Linked DNA regions of Gossypium hirsutum: region 1 is linked to region 2. A link is a contact called in public Hi-C data. All regions are on one chromosome and are shown on one strand. Each heading gives the region's core, a stretch centred on a gene start, on an enhancer-like site or on the middle of the called end of the contact. The rest is flanking DNA. Distances are from core to core; before and after follow the strand shown.

What was found. A called contact is a pair of places that touch in the nucleus more often than the background predicts.
Region 1: a contact with region 2 is called in a Hi-C map of leaf, with 2.4 times the contacts expected there. The contact joins the promoter of LOC121210963 here to the promoter of LOC121203041 in region 2. A contact is called at or near these places in 2 of 34 Hi-C or Micro-C datasets (both in leaf).

What each region holds. Positions count from the first base shown.
Region 1 is chrA12:89,417,450-89,422,197 of Gossypium_hirsutum_v2.1, forward strand. It overlaps LOC121210963 (dual-specificity RNA methyltransferase RlmN), which reads right to left and starts at 3,295. Exons shown (of 8, transcript XM_041083017.1): 1 at 2,906-3,295; 2 at 2,714-2,816; 3 at 2,438-2,535; 4 at 2,133-2,263; 5 at 1,922-2,030; 6 at 1,020-1,211; 7 at 689-825; 8 at 1-203. The coding sequence starts at 3,247.
Region 2 is chrA12:89,252,959-89,258,188 of Gossypium_hirsutum_v2.1, forward strand. LOC121203041 reads right to left here and starts at 3,900. Exons shown (of 4, transcript XR_005906270.1): 1 at 2,846-3,900; 2 at 2,658-2,735; 3 at 2,351-2,416; 4 at 1,027-1,605.

The sequences.
Region 1 (4,748 bases), core at 2,045-4,544, 160 kb after region 2:
CACAGGCAGCCATCTGATCATCACCTCTACTGAAGCGCATAAAAACAATGCAACCACCTTCTGCTAAAATATTTCTAAACTCGATCATCTTCTCATCGTTGCTCGGTCTAAATTGAGAACCACAATGAGGATTAAATGAAATAAGATTGATTTTGCATGGAATACCCTCCACAAGATCGATTAACCTCTTTGCATCTTCAATGCTGCAGATAGAAATTAAATCAAAGTCCCATTGGCGGTTAGAATTATATCAATTCAAACTAAAATTGTGAAAACTAATAAACACCTTAGTGGTTTCAGAATATGGCAATCAACGATTCAAAAACAACAGAGATATTATGATAGCTTGACTAGAGTTCTACAATAGACCAACAGGTAGGATATTGAGGTTACATCACTGCAGAGACAAACGGATTGAGACCCACTGAAATTCAATCTGTAGACCGAATATCTATACTTCAGGTCTAAGATAAAGCAAAATGTTTGAGACACAATGTGTTATGTATAATCATATTGTCCAAATCTCAGTTGCACTTGAACTGGCCCTTGAAATTGATACACACACATTAATCGACAGTCCACAAGTTTCAATATTTTAGGGGAAAGGGTGATTGCATACAATCTAACTCTGCATACCCAAACACTTAAACAATATGAAATATTGCTCAAAAGGGAAAGGTTATCTAACCTGTCATTGATTCCCGCTAGCATCACATATTCAAATAGAACTTTGTAGTTATTTTTGAACTTTAGTTCCTCCCTAAGGGTCTCAAGAAGAAAGCTTAATTTATACTTCCGATTAATTGGCATGATCCAATTTCTGACCTGCATGATTTGTCAAAAAAATGTCAGTCTCCCACTTTCTAGATCTCCCCCTCTACATTTATTTGTGCCTTCCTTTAGTGTGCGAGTGTCCACACAAGTGCACTCCTCTCTCCCTTATGTGTATGTGCATGTCTGCATATATTTATGCAAAAGAAAGAGGAGCAGCAATAAGAATATATATGATAATAAAGTACCTCATCAGTTGTAGCATTTAAACTAACAGCTAATGCACATTTTGATTCATGGAGAAAACGTTTCAGCTGAGGGACAAGTCCGCTTGTAGAAACAGTGACCTTGCGAGGGCTAAAGTGAAGGCCTTGTTCATCCACCATGATATCAGCAGCTCTTATGACATTTTCAATATTATGAAATGGTTCACCCATTCCCTACAAATTCACATAGCAACAATAGGATTAGAGTTTCACTGAAAAATCATTGAATACCCATCTCCCAGATAATCTAAGACGACCCTGTTGAACCCACTAGTATTCTGTAGAAAGAGGATTAAATTCCCACAATATTTTCATTTATTACGACCAAAACAGGTAAGCTGGAAACCATTGACTACTCAACTACCATATAATCTAACAAAACCCATTGAGTTTACTACAGCAAAAACAGGATTAAATACCCACAAGATTTACATTGTTCCCCACAAGAATAATTGAAAGAAGCTGATGTGGAAAAGAAAATTGAAACAACAATAGTTCATTTAAAGGGAAATTCTTTTGAGTGTCTATACACAATATAAAGGGTTGACAACTCTACTTGCCATATATAATTAAAACACGCAATAACAGAAGGTCAAAACAGAATTCTTGCAATTATTCCTTAAAGAAATGAAATTTTTTGCTCAAAAACTGACTTTCAAATAACTAGCACTTTATGACTACAGACCAGTTTGATGCTGTTTGCGTAATCATTTCCAGAACAACAAAACTCCATCTAGTAGACACACAACATGCCAAATTATTAATATAAGTACACATTCTAATAGATATAAGAAAAAAGTATGCAGATCCCAACGGGCAAGAGAGCAATTATATTTTCTCAAGCATTACACTCAATGAACACTAGAAACCTACAATAAACATACCATAAATACAACATTCGTAATAGAACCAACATCACCAGAGAGCAATCGCCTTGCATATACTGCTTGCTCTACGATCTCGGCTGCTGTTAAATGCCTCCTCAGACCCATCCTACAATATGGATCCATGAATCAAAGGAATGCACCTTATTGACAAAAGATTTCTAAGAGTCTGAAATTATCTAAATTGCCAATTGAGGAAAATATAATTTACCTGCCAGTATAGCAGAATTGGCAATTCATGGCACAGCCCACTTGACTTGAAACGCAAACAGTTGTCCTGCCCCTATCGCAAGGTATCACAACTGTTTCTATTACCAACCCGTCATCCAGCGCAAACAATATCTGCAACCTCCTGTGTGAGTTTCAAAATCAATGAGAAGATTCTCAAAGTAACGCAAGCAACTGACCCAAGGTGGACATACAAATTTAAGGTTTTACAGAGATGAAAAGCATCCGAGTCAAAACAAATAGTCTAATCACATTGCCAGAGATTGCACATGATTAGATTATGCGTACCTTTCTAGTGCCATCAGATGCAGTGAGAATATCTTTCAAGGACAAGGCCCTAAGTTCAGCATGCTCACTCAGCATTTTCTTGAAATCTTTGTTTAATCCTAAAAGCCACGATTGCACATCAGTTCAATCAGTACAAAAGAAAAGTTACAGGAATAACACGGGAACTAAATCAGTTCGCTCATTAGCAAGATTACAAAAGCAAAAATAAAACAAAAAAAAAGGAAAAACATGGTTCTCTAATGGATGAAGTAAGCTTGATAGAAAGAAAAAAAAAACCTTTTAGTTCATCAATATCATGTGCCCAGATATTGTCTCCATAGAGACGCTTCCATAACATTAAAGCCTGACCAGGCCTGAATCCATGTGATTGAACCCATTCCTGAAAAAGAAACCCCCAATAAGATTAGACACACGGATTCAAAATACAAACTTCAGAACATAAATTGTTCAAATAAAATAAAGACCCACTTGAAACTCGGCATAATTCAGCCCTTTGAGAAGCACCTTGGAGCCCTTGGACAGATGTGTATAGGTTTGGCCACGTTCACCATCAGGGAAATCATGGTTTTCTGGGAGGGAAAGTAGTGAGGAAGCAGAAGAGCAGCAAGAGGGGGTGGAAATAGAAATGGAGCGAGGGCCATAGGAAGAAGGTAAGGAAATGAGGTGAGGCGGTTTGAAACAAGTGAAGGAAAAGAGAGGGTGAGGGGGAAAACAAGGAAGTGTAGTAGCAGAGGAGGAATAAGCCATAGCGAGGGGGAGAGGGTTAACTCCGAATCGGACTCGCCTCATCCACATATAACCCGTCTCCATTTTGTGTTTTGTTGTTTACTGAAAATCCCAGGTTTTTATCAGGGTTTCGTTTCCGATACTATCATCTTACACGACGTCGTAGCTCTTTTTGTTAGCGGAAAAAACCAATGGAAATTAGAATAGAAATGAAAAAAGTAAGATACGTTTTATGGTGAACCATTTTTAATTTTCTTTTCCTTAATAATTAGAATGTATCTCAGACTTTGGACTAATCACCTGGAAGAAATTTATAATAATTTTATTTCTTGCAAAAGTAAGATATTACAAAATCAAATAATATTAAATTTTAGATTATAATCACTATTGCTAGTAAATTTGAAATAAATATATTATTACTTCTTAAATTATTGTTATTTAAGTTTGTTTTACTTTACGAAATAAGGAGTTCAAACATTCGATTTTATCATCTAAAGTTATTTTACTTTAATAAATAATGGATTCATTTATTCTATGTTGCTTGAATTTTTTTTTTAAAAGGAGGTCGATTTGGTTAAAATAAATTTGTGAAGTGGCTACAAAGGTAATAGATTCACAAAATAAGTACTCCATCAAGTATTTGATAATGCAAACCATACACTTTGCGCATAATCACTCGTCAAGGAAATCTCATACTTGCGCTTGACAGGATTTGAACTCAATTATTATATGAAATTCCCCCATTAAAAATAATATCAAACCATCGTCTACTCAAAGCCAATGAACCCCTTAACACATCCGATATCATTGTCAATGAAGAGTGTCTCCCAACTCTAATGAGAGCCTAAATGTCTCAAGAGACGGCGGGTTCACAAAGTGAAAGTGTGCTCATAGGGTATCTGAGAAGGTGAACTATATAGGTTGTGAATGGACAAACATCAAGGAAATCTCCCATTTGCATTTGATGAAATTTGAACCCATATTTTTGAGCAAATCACGCTACAACTTGCTACCATGCGCAAATATAAGATTTTATTGATGGGTAACTATATCCATACTCATGATTCACCTATTTAGGCACCCGATGAAACATTTTTATTCTGTGAACCCATCACATTTTCAAATACCCAAACCTTCGTCAAAGTTAAGAAACTGACACTTTACAAACTTCTCCGGATTGAATCAATCTCCCCTCAGCAAACATAACCAAATACTTAAGAATAAGATTTGAATTTAATACATATTGTTTTGAAGGTAGAAACTAAATGCATATTAGATTTAAATTTTGAAGTAATTATATAAATTCAAATATTAAAAAAATACAAATAAGCAACACTACAAACCCTAAATCTGCTGCGGTTAGGGTTGAAATTCAAGATCTTAAGTAAACATTTTTCCTTTATTTTAAATTATTATTTGAGATTAATAAGTCAATTTTTTTTCCTTCATCAAGAAAAACCACTAGTTTTAGTTAACACATGAATATTTATTAGTTTGATGGGCAGTGAATACAGCAGGTATTGACATGAGCATTTAATAGTCTAGTGACATTAAAGCATTTAGTTCTGCCATTAAATAAAACGAT
Region 2 (5,230 bases), core at 2,650-5,149:
ATTAATTATGATTTCTTTAGCATTGTTACCATTTATAATTAAGAAGATTATTCAAAGAGTTAAACAATTAGTTAGGAAATATGCTTAGGATCAAATCTTCGATTACATGATTAAGAAAAGAGTTGAATAATTACCACACTACGCTTTATGGTTAAATAAATCTTATAACTATATTTTTAATATTGAATTTTTCTTTTACCAATATAATGATATTTTTACATTTTTATAACATATTAAATAATGTTACCTAATATGATAACATTTTAACTTACTATAAAATTTTGACAATTCGAACTAAAAAGTAATTGAAGTATATTTAATATTTTTATCATATGTTTTATCTATATTTATAATCTTAATTAATTTTTTATTCTAATTTCATAGATATTAAGTATATATATTATTAGTTTTAAATTAATTAGTATTGGATGTTATTACATAAGTATTTCAATTATGTGACTTTTAATTTTTAAAATTTTTTTAAATAATAATACATATCACAGCTTAAGTGTCACGTATCGCTGATTTAACTAGATTAAAAGAAAAAAAAGAAAAAATCAAAATGTTGGTACAGAACTAAATGAATATTTAAACCAAAAGAGGAGTGAAGTTCCCCCAAACACAGATCTGGAGTTGAGAGAGAGAGAGAGCACACGCCTGCCTCGGCTCCCAAACCTAAAAGGTTTCTAGATTCAATGTATTGAAATCTAAAGAACCCTTTTTATCCATTTAAATCACATTCGTTGGATTAGGCGACCCTGAAGTCAATACTATCTTAACATATAATTAAAACAAAATTTTGACATTTTTTACTACTTCCAAATTAGCAGCTCATGCAGTAGTACTTCTCCTTTATCAAATTCCAATGGTTTAGTCATACTTCCTCAAACTACTATTTTTTTCCCTTAATAATTATAGGGAAAAAAAGGTCAAACAATGATCCCTCTACCCAACCCCCAACTTCTCTGTTATATCCTACATTGTTTGTATTGCACAATATTACGTTTCTTATTTTTATTTTCATTTATTAATAATAAAAACAAAAGCCTACAATCTCTTAATCTAATGATAAAAGTATTATGTTATAGGTATTAGAATTTGAATTCGATCCTAAACAACCCCGTTTTCTTTATTAATTATAAAAAAATAAAAGATAAAAAAAACAAAAAGTCATCCAATTTGACGTGATTTTTAAGATGATAAAGGACCCAAAAAAAGAGCCAAGAGGACCTTATTCCTCGCGGACATTCCATAGACATAAGCGATCAAGGCCTGCGACTATACAAAATCCTCCTCATCCGGAAATAAAGATACAAGCTTTGCAAATGCGAAGGGAGTTGGGGCCTCCTACAGACACGTTTCCGTGGTCAAATTTGGCTGGTTTTGTTGAATCAGAGAGACTGCGGGCTTCCTTCCATCTCTGCCTCAGCAACCCCGTGCCAAAATCTTATATCTAGTGATCTTCTCTGTTCCACTACTGCTTTTAATCCAACAACAATACATTGTTTAGGTGGGTGGGAGCGAGGGTTTCAAAAAGCTCCTTGTGTCTTAACAGGCATTATTGTGAGAGACACCAATGAATGCACTCGTATGTTATTTCATTACCTAACACAAATGCAATTACCAAGGATGAACAACCCAAGGATTAAAAGTAGCTTTTCTCAATGCTGGAAGTCAGTGATAGCTCTACCAATGCCCAATGAATGGCCAAACAACACAGTTCAATGTTTTCCATTTAGCTTTAGCAAATCCAAAATAACGCTTAACCAAATAGTCTGCAAGTTGAAAACCTGTTTTAAATAGCAGTTTTTGAATTAGGTGCATAAGAATCCAAGTTATGCACACTCTCGAGTTCAATTAGCTTTAGAAATCCAAACAAGCATAACCAAAAGAATTAGCTATGATGCAATTATCAAGAATGCAAGTTCAATTCAGATAAAGCTACAGCATCTGCAGATATACTATCATTTGTTCCTCATTCGTACCAACACAAATGCAGTTGTTAAATGTTTTGGTTTAATAACTGTAAGTAGCAGGATTTTACTTGGTGCACTCAACAGAATCAAAAAGACCATTCAACAATTGTAATCAGAAGAACCATTCTCTTCTATTAAAAAGAAAACACAGATGTACTTGTCACCTTACTTTGTACAAGATTATTCAGCTTGAGATAAAGAAATAAAATGAATGAAGAGCATATTAAAACAAAAATTAGCATTTTCTTTAAAGCAATTGAACCGACACCAGAAAGTTAAAAAGGCAAATTCAACTTTGTTTTTGTGAAATTCCTAAATTCACAAAGGTCTGGTACCACTGTATACGAGACGACTAATTACGGTCACAAAATTACCATCAGTCGGTAAACAGAAGCCTCCAATCGAGCTTGTTGCAAGTTGAAACACCCCCTTTACTACCTCTGCAGAAAGTCAAATAGCAACATGTCAAATCTCGATTCAATCACAATGCGGAGATCTTACATTAGACCCTTTCCTTTCTTTATTTGTTTGGTTCCCGGAAGATGATCAGAAACAGAGAGGAGAAGAAAGGTGGAACTTTTTTTTTTGAATTCGTATTTTCTTGGTAGTTGGCTTCTTTTTTGTTAAAATTTAAAAAAGACGGATTAAAATTAGGATATATATATATATAAGAGATTTTACCTTGCCGTTTTCAGCCAACTCCGGAACCTTGTAGGCATCCGCCGTTACCTCCGTCAGCCACAATCCGGGAAACAAGTACTGTAACCAAAACCAATAACCAACCAATAAACAAATAAATAAATAATGAAAAACACCAAAAACAATCGGAAAAAATGTAAAAAATAAAAAAAAAATAAAACGAAACTTACATCCAATTGCTTCTGAACATTGCGTGCGCGTTTCTTTGGTCTTCTCGGAGGGCGGTGCCCGGCCATCGCCATGAAATCCTCCTCGATCTCTTTCTTCGATAGCGGCACCGAAAATTTCGGTCGTGGCTTTTTCTTGTCGGAGGCCACCGCCGATGCCGCCGGTGGTCCCTTGTCTCTTACTCTGGATGACTGAAACACCTCATTCCTCATCGGAGAACTGTAATTGTTGTTAGTTACTTCTCCGTCAACCGGAGCCTTACACGCGGCACGCCTTGTCCTCAGATTCCACGGCCTCGCCTCCACCTCTACCGCAGGCGATTCCTCCCTCTCTTTATCTTTAACTTTGTGCTTATGTTTAGGCTCTTCAAATTCCTCCTCGTCGTCATCCACCTCATCGTCGTCGGACACTTCGTCTCTAAAAATTGCATCTTTGATCTCATCCGCCGCCGTTTTAAGATCCTTAATGATCTTCTCCCTAACTGCCTCGATCCCCGCCGCCGCCTCCCCCTTAGATATCCTCAACCGCTGCTCCCTAGCGTAATCGGTGTTCTTGCTGCTGGGAGATGACTCTGATTCGCGCCGCCGCATTCCACCAACCATCAAACTGTCAAACTTAGAGGGGGGAGATCGGCGTCTTTGAAGGACACGGCGACGACAATGCTGGTTGTGATCAGCAGGGGGGGCGGTGGAAGAGTCGGTGGCGGTGGAAGCATCGTCAAGTTTCATACACCTGAGATATCTCCGATTGCCCCACTTCAAACAAGGAAGGTTGAAATTGTGAAGAGGTTTTGATCTCTCGGGTCCCATCGCCATCCCTCTCTCACCGGAAAACACCATTGATCGCATCACAGAGCGAGCTCAATGTTTAATACCAAGAATTCCCGATGGATTTCCTTAATCTTTTTCAACTGGCTTTGAAGGAGTTAATTTTTGTCGTAGCGGGTAGGTTTCTTCTTTGCTATGCTAATCGACGGGAACGCGTTGAGAGAGTTTTCGTCATGCGATATATAGATTTTATATTGGGGAGTGAGGGAAGGAGAGGGCCGGTTCTAACGTTCAGGTTATGTGATTTCTGGGGGTATTTTGTAATTTCATTTCCTTTTGAGGGTATCCTGCTAAAATGCACCTTGGTGTGTAAAGTTTACCGGTATTGGGGAATTCCTTGGGTTAAAGCCTCGTTTTCGAGTTGGCGAAACTACTCGTTTGGTTTTTCACTTTCTACTTTTTATCTCTTCTTATTACCCAATGCGTTTATTATTAGGTTAAAATCTTTTTCGGAATTTAAATTTTATTTTATTTATATTTATATTTATATTTATATTTTTATGAGTTTAATTTTTTAAAATTCTAAATTTAAGCTTAATTATTAATGCGGTTAATTTTTTATTAAATTTATTGTTGTAATGTTTTAAAAAAATTTCATTCGGTAATTATGTAACTAAAATTTTTTTTAACGAATCTAAATTTAATAAAAAAAAATTTTAATAGTGTTAATAATTACACTTAAATTTTCAAATATGCAAAATAAAAGAATTAAATTTTTAAAAATAAAAGGACAAAAATTAAATTCTAAATTTTTAAAAACAACATATTTTAACTTTATTATTATTGGCAAGTTAACTTTCAAAATTTGGATTTAGAATTAAAAATAGAATAATTTGAATGGTACAATATTTAAAAATATTGTATTTATAATTATTTCTCAAATTCATGATTATCTAATAGCAAATTTGAAATTTTAAAAAATATTTTTTAATTTGATAAATTTATATTTTTATACTTTTTAAATCTCAATTATATTACATAATAAATAAAATTTAAATTCATAATCACAAACCAAGAATTAAAGATTTGAAAATTTGATGAAATAGTAAAACGAAATAACAATGTCAATGTGAGTTTATGTGGTTTCTTATCATTGAAAGAAAGTGGTGTAATTTTTGTTGCATTTGTGTGATTGGTTTAATAGTTAAACATTATATGTACTAGGATCGTGTCGTAGGTGAATGAAAAATTTTATATTAAAATTAATTTTATAAAAAATTTATTTATAATTTAATTACAGAGGAAGTGGTAAAGTTTTTATATAATTTTTTTTTATCAATTTTGGTTCCATTTTAAGACATTTGAATTTTTTTAACTAGTGATTTTTAGTTTTTTATTTGAATATTTCATATAAAAATAGTAAAAAAAACAAAACAAAATAAAATAAAAGCACCACTAGAATGAGATTTATTCTTTTTTTTAAAAAAATATTTTTTAAAGTAATTTTCTTGAGACATTAATCTCAACAAGGGATTTTATTATAACGAGATTATGGTACACCCACATTGTGGGTAAAAAAAATATAAAAAATATATTTATTATAAGTTTATATAAAAACTA